Regions from separate parts of the Zea mays genome. Here region 2 is linked to region 1. A link is a contact called in public Hi-C data. All regions are on one chromosome and are shown on one strand. Each heading gives the region's core, a stretch centred on a gene start, on an enhancer-like site or on the middle of the called end of the contact. The rest is flanking DNA. Distances are from core to core; before and after follow the strand shown.

Region 1 (2,700 bases), core at 47-2,546:
GAGAAGAACGACGCAATAAAGATGGGAATGATCAGCACCATCCATGTAAGAATCGCCCCATTTCTGCCATATCCACCGCTACCATTAGCTTGGTGCATGCTTCCTTGCTTCTGAGAAAACCTCTGAAGAATCAGCTCCACTGTGTCCGCCAACTGCTTCGGAAAGCTCACTGCGTACCCTATCAGGCTCGTCGCCAGTGCAGCAAAAGCGAAGCCTCGAACAGCAGGCAGCGCGGCTGGATTCACTGAGAGGAGGAGTTTGATAGGGTCATCAAACCCAGCATTGCCGCCAGCACTAGCCAGCCCGAGAATGACGGCATTCCATGACAGCACCATGGCCAATGGCACAGCGCCCCCAATCAGTATCGCCTTCCGAGCGTCGTACACCGAGTCTCCCACGATCTTGCAGATGAAGGGTGTGATGACATGGAACCCGAGCGTGAGCACGGTCACCGGTATGGCCGGCAGGATCGCGCCTGGGCTCCAGCACGCGTAGCTGAGAGATCCCAGCAAGCTGGTCCGACCGACGGACACGCCAGTCACAACGAGAGCGGTAATGGAAACAAGCATCAGGCCACAGAGGGCTCGGTTGGCGCCGTCGACGGCCTTGAAAGGGAAGAAGGCGATGAGGACGCCGGCGAAGCAGGGGAACAGGGCGTTGGCCAGGACCGGACTCACCCCGGGGAACAGCTGGGAGACGAGCGAGCCGATGCCGGCGACGCAAGCGACGAGCAGGGAGAAGCTGAGCGCGGCGTACACGACAGCGACGACCGCGCCAGGGCCCGCCCCCAGGGTGCTCGACGCAAGTCCCGTGAAGCTGACCTCGTCGACGCCGTCACGCGCCATGGCGGCGAAGCTGAGCTCTGCGACGAGGACGATGGAGGACACGACGTAGGCCCACGAGAGCAGGATGCAGACCGCGGAGGGCGCCTGGCCGGAGCGGATGGTGGCGGACGGCAGGCCCAGCATGCCCGGCCCGACCGCCGTGCCGATGATGAGGCTCACCGCTGCCCAGAAGCTCTTCTTGACCTTGACGGCGTCGTTTCCATCGGCCTCGACAGGAGGAAGGTCTTCGATAACGTCGCTGGCGCTGTGCCGCCACCGCCATGGACGCCTTGGCGACGGGAATAGGGAAGGTAGTGGCGACGGTGGCGGAGGAGGGTTGGCGGATGCAAGGGCTAGGGGCCGAAGCGGCCGGAGACGGCGGAGATGGGTGGAGCGGAAGGCGGCCGGCGGTGAGGAAGGGGTGAATTTGTGGTGGCAGTGGTGGCGGCCGGAGAGTAACATGGCTGTAAACTGTAGACTGTAATTTTTCAGATCGACTGCAAAGAGGACGTCGAAAGAGAGTTTTTTTTTAACCAAAAGCTCCTCCAATGACCGGGCTTCTAAAATTTAGTATCCTGAATATGGCAATTGGGATTGTAGTATTAAAACACCTTCCGGTTTGGTCTTTTGGTATCCGACCTCGTTTGATCTCTCTTCCAGTGAAATGTTCCTTAACTGGGCGGTGTTACGACAGTTTATCTCACCGCCAACGACAAACACAGTGACTTCCCCGTGCCCCATAGATTAATCATTACTTCACATTGCGTCAGATGTATATTAGTCTCTCACCATTGAAGATGCTGACCACACGTGGATTGAGGCACCAACGGCGCCTTAGGACATTTGTGCTCCCCTCCCATGGTTGTGGCCGCTTAACCTTCTCAACTCATCGGCAGAGACTTGCATATGTTTAATAGCGTCTAAAAGACCATCCCAAACTCGATTTAATCCCTGCGCCTACAACAAAAAACGAAGAATGAGATTCACTGACACATTATAGTATTGACTATTTGCTACTAAGAATTTAGGGACAATTTATAGTACAATCATGCAATTTAAAGTCCAATGTTAACACTTTTTCATGAAGAAGCAATTCTATTAGTGACACTAAAACAATATTGTCACTCCAAATCTATAATGTTATTGACACTAAAACCTACCGGATCATGTGTGCTAGATGATCGATAGCGCAGATGTAACCTGCTAGTGCCATAAAGAATGTTGCTCCTGTCAAGCGAGGCGGCGACGGTGGTTGTGCCCCTACTCCCATCCATCGCACTAGCCCCATTTTCAAATTACTCGTGCACACATCTTCCACGACATCCAGTGAAGCTCCCTGAATCAGCCAATTGAGCTCTACCGCCATGGTTAGGCTAGACTCCTCGCCGCCGACGAGCCCATCCACCTACTCTCGTGGCCATGACGCCTCCAGTCACCTCAGGCGACAAGCCGACCATCGACGTGTTCGCCATGACTCCCTCGACCTCACCCAACCCCTCGCCGGAGCTCTACTACCACCGGTGAGCCTCGAGGCCCCTTTCTTTGCCTCTGTCACTGTTCCGGTAAACTAAGGACGACGGGTTAAGGGGAGAAAAAGCCAGGGGGTTTTCTGCAAAGACTATGACTCACGTCGATAGTAGAAGAAGGACTTATGTTGAAAAAAGCTTAAGAAAAGATCAGGGCTCGGTGCAAATCGATTTTCCTTTTCTATTTAGATTAAATACTTTATTTAATCTGTAGAGAACCTAGGAAATGCATAACTAAATAAATACGAGTCCAAAAATGGTAGACCCATTTTGCAATACTCTGGACAATCAAACTTCAAATTAAAAATATGTAACCATGTAGCCTTTGTACTTTTTATAGGCATTTTGAT
Region 2 (2,700 bases), core at 51-2,550, 230 kb before region 1:
ATTCCAAGGACCAAATCCATTGCCATGTAGATTAGGCCGGACAATTGGTGAGGACATAGGGCTAGGACTTCTAAACCGGCGCCTGTCAAGATCACTAAATCCATGGTCATGAACCATGCTTGATACCCGCATGATTTCTACGTGACACAAATGACGAAGAAAAGAAAAACAGCAGAGTTAGTTGTCAGAAAAGAAAAAAATAATATAATTGTTTAAACATAGGGTGTCATAATAGCACCACACAACACATAAAAAAAGGACAAGCAACATCTCAAATAATAGGTTATGGATAGCAGAGTGTGTAGTCTTGCAGATGGTTTCCTCAAATGGAAACAATATACATTTTTTATTAAACAAGATAATAATCAATATCCAATGCAATCCAACTAAGTTATCAATTATCATCCTATTCCGCAGAATGCAAGCCGCGGGAATAGGATGAACAATTGATTGCATCCCCTATACAAACCTTCCCTGATCAATATGCTGTTTCCAGCCATCTTGATCATTGGTGGTGGATCAACTAAGAACTCGTTACCAAACTTGGTAGCAAGAGTGCAAGACAGTCAAAACAATGGGCTAGAAACAGGGACAATAAGACTAATGGGATCACTCTACGCCAGCGAAGAGAAGACAAATCAAGGCGGCGGCTTGGCAACTCTACCATCCCCGCCAGCATAAAAGCCGCAGAAAAAAGATCAGCAGCCATCCGAGCATTGAAGCCTCGCGATTCCCCAGTCCCGATTGCAGAGGAACCCCCTCGGAGGCTCGAGCGCACAGGATTTGTCACCAATCAGCAAGCAACAGTGAGCAAGCGAGGGGTGGGAAAAAAAGATCTCTCACCTTGATTGAGCAGCCGGCTGCATATCGGCAGCACCTGCATGAAGGGCCCCAGCTTCTGATGCTCCGCGAGAAGCTCGGCCAAGTACTGGCTGCGGAGGAAGCAAGCAGCGACGGCACCGTCAGCACACCGGCCCAATCAATCGCGGGGAGGAGGGAAGGAAGCGGAAACGGAGCGATCGTTGGATCAAGAGTTGGCAGCAAGTAATCCGATGAGAAATTAGTACCTGTCAGCGTCGGGGTTGCTCCTAATCTGGGGGGAGAGGGTTCTTGCAGGGGAGAAGCCCTGGCTGTAGAGGCCTGACATGGTGGCGGCCGGGTGGAGAGGGAGAGAGAGGGCTGGGAAAGAGAGAGAAAGAGAGTTTTTTTTTCTTCTTTTCCTTCTAGCGGAACTGTCGGAATGAGGGTGATGACACAGAGAGAAAGAGGGCCGGTGAGGGAGGGGTTTACTTGCAGTCGCAGCTCACACACAAGGGGAAAACGAAAAGAAAAGGAAGTGACTGCATGAGGAGTAACGATAGAGGTGTAATCGAATTAGAATCCGAACAGATATTAACGAGATCATATTTATTTTTATATTTTTGTTCAGATTCAAATCCGAATATAGATAACTTCGGATATAAATAAAAATACAGATGTTTTTAATTATAAATATTGATAATCGTGTATCGAATACGAAACTAATCAGATACGGATAGCATCGGCAATGAAATTTTTGTCGAATACCATGTAAGACACTATTTAGCCACTCTTTGAGTCCAAATTTTTTTAACATTATATGTGGACATGTGTTGTGCCTTTGTAAAATTTTATGAATTTCTTATGCTATTTGTGTATTATTAATTTCTTTCTGCAGAAAATCATCAAATTGCAATTAAATTCATAAAATATTCTTGTGTTGACCGAAAATTGTATATAAGTTACCAAGACTAATAAACATTCTATAAGAAGATAACCTTAAGTCTCCATACGTAAATGATAAAGTGAAGTATTGATTATATTGAAACTTGGATACTTAGAATGATTTCTCGTGTAACTTATGCAACAAGTGAAAGTGAAATGGAAGAAATGATGACATATTATGGATTTTTTGGTCCAAACATTTTTTTGTCATATATGGACATATGTTGCGCCTCCCTAAAATTTCATGAATTTCTGAGGCTATTTGCGTATGATTAATTTTTTGTTTAAAAATCCATCAAAATGCACACAACTATCCCGCCATCATGCTTCATATAAGGCAAATGTATGATTAGAAGTTGCATAGCGTTGAAGAAGTCTGGAGAAAAGACCTTCTCCATTTTACAAATAAGCAATGCAACATGCTCTTCAAGCAAGTGGATAACATTCTTTCTAAGCTATTTGGAACACAATTGACAGTAGAAGAAACTAAGCTCAGCCAAACAACACCTTACTTTCTCTAGTAAAAACTCATGAAACCCTATAAGAAGCAACCTTTCGGTAAAGATGTAATGGTCATGACTTTTTAGTCTAAATTTTTTCTTTTGTAGCAGATTCACACCATGCTTTAGGTTGGATGCATATGCACATGGAATTATAATTCATCGAACCATTGTAAGATGGTTGGCTTAACATCTTTGTGAATACTAAATGGACCTCTAGGCATATCCCATTTTCCATTTCTCTTTTATATCGAATGCATGGAAGGATGATTACATATATTAGCCAAATCTAGCCTAGCTTTCAAATTTTATTTGATCTTTTAAGGTATGTCAAAACATGTGTTCCATATGGCTTCACCCATATTCTTTTCATTATGCATCACACCAATATTCTGCAGAAGTAGCAACTTAGGAAAATATGAAAGTTTCCTAAAACAAAGTGCATGTGTCCAATTGT

Evidence for each region. A called contact is a pair of places that touch in the nucleus more often than the background predicts.
Region 2: a contact with region 1 is called in a Hi-C map of leaf, with 5 times the contacts expected there. The contact joins the promoter of LOC100283658 here to the promoter of LOC100192996 in region 1. A contact is called at or near these places in 2 of 25 Hi-C or Micro-C datasets (bundle sheath and leaf).

Annotation. Positions count from the first base shown.
Region 1 is chr7:21,716,283-21,718,982 of Zm-B73-REFERENCE-NAM-5.0, reverse strand. LOC100192996 (Tryptophan/tyrosine permease) reads right to left here and starts at 1,296. Exons shown (of 2, transcript NM_001138167.1): 1 at 1-1,296. The coding sequence starts at 1,286.
Region 2 is chr7:21,948,831-21,951,530 of Zm-B73-REFERENCE-NAM-5.0, reverse strand. LOC100283658 (nucleic acid binding protein) reads right to left here and starts at 1,300. Exons shown (of 7, transcript NM_001156559.2): 1 at 1,068-1,300; 2 at 844-932; 3 at 1-137. The coding sequence starts at 1,147.